Linked DNA regions of Mus musculus: region 2 is linked to region 1. The links are chromatin contacts, called in public promoter capture Hi-C maps. All regions are on one chromosome and are shown on one strand. Each heading gives the region's core, a stretch centred on a gene start, on an enhancer-like site or on the middle of the called end of the contact. The rest is flanking DNA. Distances are from core to core; before and after follow the strand shown.

Evidence for each region. Promoter capture Hi-C pulls out the DNA fragments that hold promoters and counts their contacts.
Region 2: a contact with region 1 is called in a promoter capture Hi-C map of stem cell-derived epiblast-like cells, with 6 times the contacts expected there. The contact joins the promoter of Plod1 here to the enhancer-like site in region 1. A contact is called at or near these places in 6 of 39 promoter capture datasets (cranial neural crest, hippocampal neurons, liver and 2 more).

The regions. Positions count from the first base shown.
Region 1 is chr4:147,420,312-147,427,057 of GRCm38.p6, forward strand. No RefSeq gene overlaps it. Among named protein-coding and RNA genes, the nearest start is that of Gm46898, 12 kb to the left of the region's middle. Within about 2 kb of position 4,285, at least 8 of the 459 cell types and tissues checked have an H3K27ac peak or open chromatin away from gene starts, as enhancers often do. A contact at or near this core is called in stem cell-derived epiblast-like cells, where this site is marked.
Region 2 is chr4:147,932,616-147,939,361 of GRCm38.p6, forward strand. It overlaps Plod1 (procollagen-lysine, 2-oxoglutarate 5-dioxygenase 1), which reads right to left and starts at 4,161. Exons shown (of 19, transcript NM_011122.3): 1 at 3,987-4,161; 2 at 116-207. The coding sequence starts at 4,062.

The DNA of each region.
Region 1 (6,746 bases), core at 3,035-5,534:
AAATCAAACAACATCCCTGCCCTGGTTGTCTTTCATTCTGATGTGTTGTCTTTAAATTTAGAAGTTTCTCTCAAGGAGTTCCTAGATGCTGTAAGCCAGGTTAGGGTGTAGGTGTCTCCTTTACTGTATGTTCGTTCATCTTTGAGCAAAGCCTTTCTTTCTTCTCCACACATCACACATTTAGTTAGCAGCCCATTCTGCTTTTATGTCACAACACCAGAGAGGAGTGGTGAGAACAGAAGCTACATGCTCAGAAGTCTGAAATGTCTTCTGTTAGATCTTTTACAGCAGAGGTTTACCAAGCATCCATGACGTAGGCAGAGGTACTCTTTACTCTCCAGGTCAGTCCGGCTATGACTCTGGCACTCTTTTTGGCACTGGTGATAGAAGACAGAACCAGAAATCCCTACTTGTTGGAACTTATAATAAAGAAGAGGAAAATAAATGTATGAAACAGTGTATAAAAGTTATTCAGGGAGGCAAAAAGGAGGTTTAACAACAAAGTGTTATGGACAGCTATTTGAAGGCAGTCTGAAGAGACAGAGAGAGAGGCAGGCAGTGGAGAAAAGCATGGGTGAAGCAGAAGACCAGTGTAGATGGAGTAATCACTTTATGGTTCCCACAGCTGGGCATTTGTAGTCAATAGTTATTGCTGGGTTAAGGCGACAGCTTACACTGCAGTTTAATGGCACCCTCCACAGGCCCATTCACTGTTCTATGAAGTCAGCTCTTTCATCATAATAGGGGTATGTAGTGAATTTTGGGAACATGTGGGTATCTCCAAACCTCAGATGCCGTATATATATGCCTGTCGTGAGAAGCAACATTATGTCAAATACATGACAATAACCTTGTTCTTAGTTGCAAGGAAGTGATGTGCAGTGTGATGCTAGATAAAGTATTCTTTAGTGTCATGAAAATAATGCAGAGGGTCTGCAGGCCAGACAATTAAACTTCCACCATGAGTGTGAGATTATCCTTGGAAGGATTAAGTTGATCTTCCTTGGATTGGAAAAGTGTACATTTATTGAAGCTAGGGGGACACCTGGTCATCCTGGGTAATTGTTTCACAACAATTGCTTAGCATTGGCTTTGTTTGTTGGTAGACTGGAGACACTGCAAGAGCGATAGGCAGAGCACCCTGAGAAAGGTGAAAAGCATGCTTTAAGTGCAACTGTGTTATCCTTGTATGCTGCCAGAGCCAATTTGTGACATGGAACCACTGATGGACTCTGAGAAAGCCTGGAGAAAAATGTTATGGGCATTCCCAGAGTCAGTTATCTTAGCCATCTGATATTTTAAAATCTCCATAATGGTGTGCTTCAGTGGACATACAAATATCCTTATATTCTGTGTCAGTTGTCAGATTTTCAGTTAGGAAATATTTGTTAGGTTAGTGACTGCATACTGGGTACTAGATGCTATGTTGTCTATATTAAAAATCTTAGTCTTGTGCTGCCTTGGAGATTGGCATTTCAATCTGATTGAGGCTGTAATGATCTAGCAATCTACTTTGTTTTTGTTTCCTCTAAGGAGATGACTTAAATAGGAATTAGGGGAAGGTTTTGGCTATCCTCTCTATTTTTGGAATTAATCTCTGCACTTCTCTTAGGGACACAGTACAGGCTGAGCATCCCTTGATCCAAAATAGTTGGGGCCATAAGTGATTCAGACTTGAGAATGTGTGCATGTATTCCTTAAAGTCTTATGTCAGACCCAAATCTAAGTGCAAAACGTGTTCACACTTCCTTATTCACATACACTTTGCAGTACAGTCTGCAGGTAACTGTACCTGCATTTTTACTGTGATGTGTCACAGAAGGCCACTTGTACAATATTCAACATTTTATTACTCCAAATGTTTCAGACTATGGAATACTTCAGTTTTGGGACTTTTGGATTTGGGGTTCATACTTGCATTGTTTCTGTGTTCTTGGGAGTAGAAGGGCATGTTCAAGAGAACCCCGTTTAATGCTCGCTCCCATCACAGCTGCCACTCTGCAAGGCCTGCAACCTACATACTCCTCTGCAAGGCTCAGTCTTTGAATAGTTCAGGTCAGGTGGACAATTTTAGAGGCCATATCTAATAACCCCTGTAAGTGTGGACTCTTTCCTTGACCAAGAGTCGCCCAGAGTAGATCTCGTTGGGGCAGCATTATCCAAAGTGTATTTCTAGACCAGCACTAATTGACAAACTTATGGTGATTATTACTGGGTATTAATTGCAAATCCACAGACATTATCCTAATCCTATTAAATCAGAATCCTGGAGAGCGGTTTCTTAAATCAGTATTTTCCTTATGGCTCTGTGAGGGGTGGTGCTGCTGTACTTGAACCAGGGTTGTGAGGATGTCTTCCTACTGACCTACACCCTGCTGATGAGCTAATATACCCTGAGAATTGACATTTACTAAGGCTCACCACATGTAACTATTGATAAATACTTGTTTCTATCAGTAGTTCTCAACCAGGATCAATTGTGCTTCTTATGTAAGATTCTTAAATAAAACACACTTTTTAAACATAATAATTATAATCTAAGACTCAGGTTCCATTTGTATCTGTTTATAATCCCCTCCCCGCCATGCAAGCAATCCTAATTAAATACAATGGGACACATATACACCACACACGCGTGCACGCACACACACACACATACACACAAAAATAACCAGAAGGGGGAAGACAAAATTTAGTGGAGAGTGGGAGTAAAGGAGGATAATGAGGAGAAAGATAAAAAAGTATATTTTATATGTGTGTGTGTTCAAAATTGAAAAATAAAAAGAATCACTATAGAAAAATAAAAACGAAAAACTTCCAATATATGCTCCTCAGAGGGCTCTCAGCCTCTGCATGGACTTAGTGCTGAGTATTGGGCGTAAGGCATGCTTTGGCCCCCTAAGTTTCTGCTTCCCTGTGTATGTCATGAAGATCTCAGTCCCATGATTATTGTGCTCTTGCCATAGAGTACAACAACGGGTCAGAGAAGTCTGGTTACCTCTCATCCCTCTAGCTTACCCTGGAAATTGTACCACATTCTCTCTAACAGTGAAGCTGTACCTGCTGGCCTTTGAGGTCACTGCTGTCGCCCTGAGGTTAGGGTATCCATTTCCATGTCAATCACACCTACCATTCTGTCTGACCTACAGAGTTCTTCAGATCTAAGTCATCTATTATTATGTCTTCTTTGTGTCTGGCTCACCAAAGCATTTATTAGATGTGAGCCATAGCTACCAGTTTTAAAATATGTATGTATGTATGTATGTGTGTGTGTGTATGTATGTATGTATGTATGTATGTATGTATGTATGTATGTATGTATATATGTGTCTGTCCAAGTGTATGCATTCTTATTGTAAGTACACACATTTGTCTACATACATGAAGGCCAGAAGAGAGAGTCAACATACCCACCTTTATTACCCTGTGCCTACTTCTTTGAGCCAGGGCCTCTGCCTGAATGTGAAACTCATTTCCTTGGTAGGATGGATGCAATCCCCAGTCATTCTCTTGTCTCTGGCCCGTCTCAGAGTGGGGGTTACAGGCATACATGAGACGTCCAACTTGTAACATAGATGCTACAATTCAAACTCTGACTTTCATGATTACACAGCAAGCACTCTTAACAGCTAAGCCAGTTCTCTAGTTCCAGTCTATTCATTTTTAAACATTTATTTGGTTAGGGGTTCATGCAATGATACTATAGAGCGTGTGTAGAGGTCAGAGAACAACTTGGAGAAGTTGATTCTCCCCTTCCACCATATGGGTCCTAGTGATTGATCTTTGGTCGTTGTGCTTAACAGCAAGTGTCTTTAGCTTCTATGCCACCTGCTGACTCTCATCAGTGAATTTTTAATGTACTGATGGAAGTATTATCCCAGAGAGTCAAGTTGAAGATGGACATGCCCCATCCCCTAGCTGAACATAATGGGCCCATTATTTCTGTAAATGTTGCTATCTTTTGTCAAAATTTTCTTAGAGATTTTCTGATTTTTCAATTGCAGACTCTAGAATGTTATTAGCTATCCTTTTCAAACTGTTACTGCCACCTTCATTATTCCACCAACATGCTATATTCTAAATCCTTGGGGTCTAATTCCTTGGGAATTGTGCTCTCATCAATGACTTTGATTTAATTTCTTTGGGTGATTGGGATTCTAAGGCTGGCCTTAAACTTGCTGTTTGCTGTTCATCTGACTCAGCCTCCTTAGTGGTGGGATTACAGATACGAGAGGCCATACTTAGCTTTGATGATTACAACCCCCAGGAGCCACACATCCCCAGCTCTTCCTAAGTGGACAGCTCCTAAAGCAGCATGGTTTTAGGATGAGATCGCTCCCTCTGGAGGAGGCCAAGTTACTGTCTCTGATCGTTAGTCCAGATATCTATCTATTGCTGCCTACAAAACCATCTCACATTTAAGTCAGCAATTTATTACTAATCTCTTTGTTTGAGTAGAGTGGGTTTGAAAGAGAACCCAAGGACAAGACTAGAGAGCTGATGGAATTTGAGGGGATTTTTGAAGAGTGTTGTTGTAAAAGAGTTCAGAGCAATAGAACAATTGGAAGGAAATGTGGGATTAAGAGAAGGACTGAAAAAACTGAAAATAAAAAAAAAGAGAGAACGACTGGAGATGGGGTAAATAAATACCAGCATGTTTATGCTGTGCCAAGTGATCCGGAAGACTTCATATTTATAAGATGACACAGAGGAGAAAGAGGAAAGGGCTGTCACTGAGCAAGGAAAGAAATGGAATTTGATACAAAGCAGCTGCTCTGGTCTTTACTTAGAAAGGTAGACTGCTCCTCTCATTACAATAAGGTGGGCACTGCCAGTAATCTCAAAGTTCCCCTTTGCTTCAATTTTCTCAGTAAAGCAGGAAATGATATTATCACTCGAGAATGATACACACATGTGCATGGGGGGAGGGCGAATATGATTGGGAGAATGAATGAATGAATGAATGAATGAATGAATCAGATGACTATTGAAATAGAAAAATAAGGACAATGACAGGAGTGGTGTGACACATAGCAAGAATTTCTCTTTCTCCCTCTTCCCCCTCCCTCCCCCCCCAGAGAGAGAGAGAGAGAGAGAGACTGCAAAAGGCTGAGGCTAGCCACCATACAGTATCAGCTGGATACCAATGAGACATCAGAATTCTTGACCCTGAATTTAAAATCAGATGAGTCATTATTTTTTATGTTTTCCCCAGTTTCATGCAGGATGGAAAAAAAATAGAGAAGTTAGAGTTAGTGGGTTTTGTCTAGAGTCTGCCTAGGTAAAAGAGGGAGTTTAGGTGCTCTCAGAGGTGTGAATACAACAAAAGATTGTGGACTTTCAGCAGGCGTGGGAACATGAGAACTAAAGAAGACCACATAGGATGCAGCACAGTGAGGGAGTGGTGTGCAGCTTCTTGAGGGGTCTCGAGGAAGAATTGGGTTACTAATGGTGACTTGAAAGGGAGAGAAATTGGGGTGGCAACCCCCAAGACATTACCTGGGAGAACTTTGCAGAAGCAGGGAAGAGTGTTGGGAAGGTCATCTGTGTACTGAGTTACTGAGATCTGAGACAAAAGGCATGCTGGACAGTGTCAAAGATGGCAGTGGTGGTGAGACTCCGATAGTGACAACGTTTAAGGATGTGGAATTCAAAGCTGAGGTTCAGTGAGGACTGTTAGATGGTCCAATTTGGAATGTTAATAGTTTGTGTTACTTTCCCCTCTAGGAATAAGCAATATCAGAATGTGAATGTCCTAATGCTTTTAGGAAAACTTGTTTGTGTAAAGATGTTTCATGCTTTAATCACCAGAGGGTGCCAGAGTCAAGCAAATGATTTTTCTTCTCTTCATATGTGTATACAATATAGGTTGAGTATATACATACTCTACTGGGCCCCCCTCCAGCCCCTTGAGAACTCACCCCCAGCACATTTTCCCCTCAACTTCATGAAATAAACACACACATACACACAAGCGCACAAACACACACTTCTGAAACAAATATCCAATAAGTGCTGCTTGTATGTATTTGGGTACTTTTAGTTTTCATCTGTAGCTGAGATAATCTTCAAGTAGTGGAAGGAGGCACTATTTATATTGGAGAGGGGAAGTGTGTAAGTGAGAATTTGCCACATAAACTAGGACATGTGTTCTTCTCTCCATACAAATCTCCAACTTCTTATATTTTTGTTTGTGAACCTAGTCTTTAGTGGCTCGGCCATCTCTTCGGCTCCAAAGCTCTAATTCCTATAATTAAAATGAAAACAGGAGAAAGTGGACAAACTGGCCTTCACCTTGATGGTGGGGAAACCCTCTCCTCTTTACTCCACCTCCCTAACTATCTTTACTGCACACTTCATGTTTCCCTTTGATATAATGAGACAATGTTTCAAATAAGAGAATTGTTGCATTCAGAAAAGTAGGTAGGGCTTCCAAAACTAGCCTGAAGTATTCTTTAAATTCTAACAGCTTTGGTTTTTGTCTTCTATGGCAATTCTTCTGAACTTGTCTTAGTTTTAGATAAGCCTTCCATGCTAAGTACATTAAAACCCATATGTCCAGACCCCTTTGGAGTGGTGGGGGGTGAGGGAGGGTCCTGCCTGGCACTTCTGTAGGTCAGAGGACAACTCTAAGGTATAGATTCTCCTCCTTCCACCTTGTGAGATCCACAGATCAAACTCAGATTGCAAGTCCTGTGATTGTTTGCCTCTACTGGCTGAGTTATCTCAAGACTCGAAAATGATTT
Region 2 (6,746 bases), core at 2,911-5,410, 510 kb after region 1:
GCACCTACATCTGTCCCAAGATCCCTAACTCTGGGAAGGAGATGCTCCTGGATACGCCACACACACACATATACACCAACACACACGGTCTCTGCCTTGCCCAGGAAGCCCTCACCTGGATCTTGTAGTTGAAGAACTGAGCTGAACGCTTGAAGCGGCGGAAGCCCTCAGTCTCTTTTGTGGCCACAGTGAGGACCAGAAGGTTGTCTGTGGACAGAAAAGGGTGTGGTGAGGGAAAATGAGGACATGAGCCCTCAACAGTGGCCTTCATCACACCACTACAGCCAAGGGCTCAGGCTAGGCTACGGATAAAACAGAGGTGTAATCCTAGTCTCCCCATTCCCTCCCTTGGGGTCCCTGTGTGTAGGAACTGACAAACATGCCAGGCAGCAATGGATATAGGGGTGCACCCTGCCTTGTGAAACGAAGTCTCTGGCTTTAGAAGGTACAGGCCTCACGTGGGGGAGGGGGGTGGAAAGGAGGATGCCCTGAGCGCTGACCATGGGAGGATCACTCTGGCCAGTGCTTGCCATCTGGGGGTGGCAAGTACAGAATGCAGAGGTTGCTTGCTCTCTACGCATGCGTGGAGGGTGGACATACTGTGTGGTCCTCCCCAAACCTGCATGGCTGACTCTCCCAATGCCATGCATGCTTCCAGTTCAGACTGCCTGGGGTGGAAACCAATGTGAAATCCCCCCATCCGTCCATGTCTGTGGCCAGAGTAGCTGGTATCATCTTTCCTCCCTCTCCCTCCCTCTCATTTTGAAAAGGGTCCTCATGTGACCCAGGTCGCTATCCAGCTCCACAGGTAACAACGCTGCCCTGGAACTTGTCTCTCAGTCTTCCCACCTCCACTCGCAATCGCTGAGATGCCAGGTATGCACCGACACACTCAGCGTGCCTGGCTTTGTTACGACCTTCTTAACAAGGGGCCTCTCCCAGCTCTGCAGTGTGACTGCACCTCTGCAACAGAACATGCTAGAAGCAACTGCCAAGACAGCGTCTGCGGGAGCCCCACCCCCACCCCTGATAGCCCCTCTAAACCCTACTGTGAGGCTTGGATACCTTAAGAAGAAAGGGTGGGAGCTGGCCTGCCAACCTAGATCCTAGCACTACCTCTTACAAACTGTGTGACCCAGGGCAAGCCCCTGGAACTCAGTTTTCCCCTATGCAGTAAGGACAGTGAAGTGCCTGCCTTTCGGGGCTGCTAGACACTTGGCACACCGTGAGAGAAGTCAGAGCGGCTGATTGGCGAGGGGGACGCCTTGCCCAGTATTCATGGCTCTGTGTGGCCAGAGGGTCGACTTATTTTATGGTTTGTGTATGATTTTTTTCTTCAGCTGAGTCTTGCTGATGGCTTCTGTCCTTGCCAAAAATCCCAGGGCCAGGCATGACAGTGGCCCCTCTCCTTCCTCGCTGTCAACCCCTGTGATTCCCACTCAGACGTTTGTCCCTGGAAGCTGGAGGACAGGCCCACCATTCAGTGGCTCCTCTGAATCCAGGACTCCCACTTACCAAAATGAACAGAACACCCCCCACTCAAAAACAAAACCAACCAACCAAACAATAACAACAAAAACAAACCAGCCAGGCCAGCAGCAGACAGGGAGGGCCTTCCCCTTCCCCTACCTCTGAACGTCAGGAGTTTGAGCTGAGAGAACAAAGGAGACCAGGTCTAGCAAACTGCTTAGACAGGAAGCTGTCCCCGTAGCAAGTGCCAGAGGCAAAGCAGGAATTGGCAGGATACAGTAGGGTAGGTTCAGGGGCTTGGGCAGGAGCAGATGATGCTATAAACAGCTGTGGAGGAGTACCCGCCCCACTTGACCCTAGGAGTCCAGAGAAGAAAGATGCAGCACACATGAGAGGAAGAGCTCCCACCAACTCTTGTCTGAAAAGTTAAAGTCTCCCTGAAGCTGAGGAGAACCAATCTAGTCACCCGTTCTGAGGCCCTCATGCCAAAAGGGGGCAGGAAGAATATCATAGGCCAGAAAGTGCCTTGGCTGTCCAGGAATTCACTCTGTAGACCAGGCTAGCATCAAACTCATAGAGATGCCCCTGCCCCTGCCCCTGCTTCCCGAGTTCTGGGGTCAAAGGTGCGCATCCACCACCACACCCAGCCACGTTCATACCCCTGATCCACTACAGCACCCAGCATGGTAGAACAGCTGACTGGAGATAGAATCCAGAACCACTGGGGCTTCTCCAGTCTCCACCCATGCAGGTACCCTCTCCAGTCCACCATCAAGCCCATCAGAGCTCTGGGCCACCCACAAAGTATCAACAGGAGGTATGGGTTCCACCAGGATAGCACCCCCACCCTACCCCCTCGCCCCACCCCCACCCAACCTCAACAGCCACCAGGGCCACATGGGCCTGGCCACCTGAAAGCTCAGCCTTCCCCTCCTGCTGCCCAAAGTCCAGTAATGATGTCCCCAGATGGACAAACTATGACCCCAGTCAGCAGAGATGAAAGAGGCATGGTGGAAGAGCAGAGTGTTACGAACAGTTGGCTCAGCAAGGAATTTAGCCTTCCTGAACTCCACCATAGGAACCATGGATGAAGGAGCCCCCTTTCAGAGATTAATGTGAAGACCCAAATGAGTGTCTGAAGTGTGGAACACAGTGTCTGCCGGTGACGCCTCCATTCTTGGCACAGAGCGGGAGCTGAGTTCTGGGCTTCCTAGAGGGCAACTGAGGCTCTTGGAACTGGGATGGTCTGGAGTATCCGAGCACGCATCAGCAGAAGCAGGAGAAAGTGAAATGGAGAAAAAATGGCTGCCACTGGGCTCCAGGTTCCTGCCACTAGGTGGGCCTTTGCACACATTACCAACTCTGTAGTCGGGACTTATCAGAGTCTCTTATCTATCTTCCTTTGATGCTAGATTAGACCCTACCAAAACAAACAAACAAACAAAAAAACCCCAAAACAACAACAACAACAAACCTAGCTGCTCTGAGCTTGGAGAGAAAATGCCCAGAGCCTTGACTTTAAGGGGACTCAGGGGCTGGTCTTATTTGAGGAATCTCTTGTGATCTCTAGAAATGAGGTCTTGCCACTCTGTGTTGGAGTCTAAAATACCAAGCTTCTCAAAAACTGTGCATCACCAACGCGAAAGGCGTGTGACCCTATGTATAACTGAGCACAGATGGAAGACGGAGCAGGCATGCAAAAACCTGTGGCTCCCAGCACATGGGTTTCAAAGCCAGGTTCTTTTCCTTTCCTTTTTTTTTTTTTTTTTTTTTTCTTCCTTTCTTTCCTTTTTGGTCAGGGTCTCATGTAGTCTAGACTGACTTTAACCCTTCGTGTAGTTGAGGATGACCTTGGACTTCTGATAACCCTGCTTCAACCTCCCTGAGTACTGGGGTTATAAGCATGCACAACTATGTTTAGTTTATGCAGCGCTGGGGACCAAACCCTGGGCTGCATGCGAGCTAGGCAAGTGCTCTTACCAACAGGGCTCACCCACCGGAGCCCTCCACATTCCTACCACCCACCATGTTCAGGCCAACTCCCATGTCTCCAGCAACATGGGTGGAAGAAAACAGGATGCCCTGGAGAATGCGGCTGATTTGGAGCCTCAGTTTGTAAAGCTGGAAAACGGGGTTAACATAAGAAAACACTTCCAGCAAACGTATTTAACTGGTGCTTAACTAGTGAGGCCAGGCTGCAGCAGATCGTGTACGATAAACGGGAGTCTTGCTACTTATTATGGGAATTGTGATCATGGACTCCTCTGAGCGCCAAATGAGGGTAGGGGGCGCGCAAGGGGAGAGTGTACTTCGGCTGTCCCCTCCTCTGCCCGCAGCACAAACCTAGGAATCCCGACCCCATGAGAGGAAGTGATCTACCGGAGTCACCCGCGGGCAAGTGGACAGATGACCGCAACCCAGCTCCCCGGCTCCCCCCCTTCCAGCCCAGGTCGCCTGGACACCCCGGTCCTCGGCGAGACAGACGGCCAGGCACAGCTCCGCCGCCGCGTCCTCACCCTCTAGCTTGGCGTCATCCTTCGCCTGGACCAGAAGAAGCCAGGCCAACGGGGCCAGGAGCAGCAGGGACCGCATAGCGGAGTCTCGGGAACAACCCGCCGGCACTGAGACAGAAGCTGAACTGGAAACTTCGCGACGGGGCCGGCGGGCGCTGCCACGCACTGAGCCCGCCCCGGGGGCGGTGCCGCGCACGCCTCCGCCCGCCTCGGGGAAGGGTTTTCCTGCTTAGGCTTCTAGGTCCTCCAGACTTGGGGCAGGTCGTTGTGCCCCCTGGGTCCCGATGCCGGACCGTCCATGCTCTCCCTCCCCCGCTTCTCTCCAAGTGGGCGAGGAGGGCGAGGCCTTGATGTCTAGAAGAGGAGACTTAATATCATCTGCACCGCGATGGTGGGAATATATATATAAAGTCTAGCCCCAGCTCCCAAAAGAGAATCACTTAATTCAACTTTCCGCTCCCTGGAAGGAAATCAGAAAGTAGTCAAGGAAATTGCAGCGGTTAATTATGGGATGGATGTGTGTGTGTGTGGTGATGGTGGGGGGGGGGTATTAGATGGATGGATAAGTGGGTGTGTAAGTGGGTGAGTGAGTGGATGGTTGGATGGCGGTATAGGTGGATGGATGGGTAAGTGGCTGGCTGGCTGGATAGATGGATGATGGGGGGCCAGATGGATGGATGGGTGAGTGAGTGGATGGATGAATGAGGGCTAAGTGGATGGAGTGAAAATTTTCAGTGCCATTCACAGACAAAGTAAAAGAAGGTCAAAAGTTTCTGGAGCAAGGGTTCCTGGTCCAGATGTGAGCCAAGCACATCTACATTTAGACAAAATCTGTCAAGCCGTAGAAGAGAGCTCAAACAGGGACCCTGGAATCTCAGTCCCACAGATTAGATCCTAGGGCAGGGTTCGGGAGGGCGGGGGAGGAGGGGCTTGACGAAATCAGGGAGTTAGGGAGATTTGGTCTTTCACAAAGGAAACAGGCATCTACAGGATGCTAAGTGGGAAAGGTTTTCTCTTCAGTATGACTCATTGTTAAAGATAGATCCTCTGCCTAGCAGATAGGTCAAAACAAGGTTGGGTGGGGTAGGGTGGGGTCTGCCCAAATCCTAGCACTCAGGAGGTAGAAGAGCTCCATTGTCCAAAGCCAGCCTGAGCTGCACAGCCAGACTCAGTCAGAGAAGGGAGGAAGAAGGTGTCAAAGCGAGCTGGAATCCCAGCACTCAGGAGGCATAGCAGGATCAGGAGTTCAAGACATGCTCAGCCGTAGAGCTAGTGACCATATAGCTTGAGGCTAGTGTGGACTGTGTGAGACCTCAACAACACACACCCACCCCCAACACAGGAAACTTACAGACCAATGTTTGCAATGATTATTTCCAAGTTGTGGAATAAACATGTTCATAACTTATGCAGCGTTTCTAGGTCATATTATTGGGAATCGTTCTTCTTTTCTTGTTTCTCTTTTTCTTGAGAAAGATGTACAATACTTGTACAATTGAAGAACCACGTGTCCTTTCTGGGAAATAAGAACAGGCTGGAAAAATGGGCGTCCACCTCATTGTGCAGAGGTCAACTCACACTCTCACAGATGGTAGAAGAGAGGCCCAGGGCTATCCAGCAGCAAGCTCAAAGTCACAAGACCAACCAGAGGAAGCGACCTCAGCAGAATCTAGAACATTTGCTTCCTAGCAGGGACTTAGAGCCAGGAGCTGCTGCAGCTGGAGACAGGACTTGGCGCCAAGCATCCACCAGCATCCGCCGGGTGTTTTAGACCCAGAAGGTTGAGGACTGAGATCTCCAAACCCTTGGAGGAGGAAGTACAAGTGTAAATGGGGGAAGAACCAGCCAGCCTTGTTGGCTGGCTCGATTTTCAAAGCTCTTCCTCCAAGCTCACAACTGCCTTTCTCGTAAAGCTGTCACTTCTGTTTGCAAAACAAGAAACTAAGGCTCGAAGCAGTATCATCTGCCTGGCATCACACACCTGATGTGGGACCACAGTAAGGAAGCATCAGCCAGCTCCCAGCTAGAACTGCCTACAGCGATATACGCCAGATAGAAAACATTCCTGGGCAGTCATCAGAGTACAAATTAAAAGAGGGATCAGTTTTATAAACTGCCTGACCTTTCAAGAGGAAGAATTCACTCTTGTGAAGCCTGGCCTTACTCTTTTGGAACCTGTTTCCTGTTTGTTTCATCAAATTGCTAGAACTTGAGCCCAATCCAAGCTTCGTGTAGGGTGGCCTGTTTCTTTAAGCAAGAGGTGGTGGCTGCTGCCCAGATGTTGCCTCTAGTATTTCTAGTACGTGCTCCACGTGCAATGGACTGTTAAAGGCACAGGACTCCAATTTAATAGGAAACTGCTGGACAACTTCAGGATGGGAAGTTGTCCACACACAAACATGCATGCGGTTTCCTCCTGTCATCCATTAAAAAGTGGAGCTGGAGAGATGGTTCAGCAGTTAAGAGACTGGCAACTCACACGTGCCTGTAACTCCAGGGATCCCATACCATCTTCTGATTTGGACATACAACAATGTGCACATAGAGGCGTCAGCTCTCTCCTTCTACCACATAGGTCCTAGGTACAGAACTTAGGTCATCACACTTGCTGGCGAATGCTTTTACCTGCTGAGCCATCTTGCCATTAGATTTTTATTTTAACTTTAAGGTTCTGGGAAATCACTAGTGCTAGAGGAATATTCTGTTCTGAGCTAATAGTCTGCTAAAAAAAAAAGTGTGGTTGTTTTAGTTTGTTTTGAAATA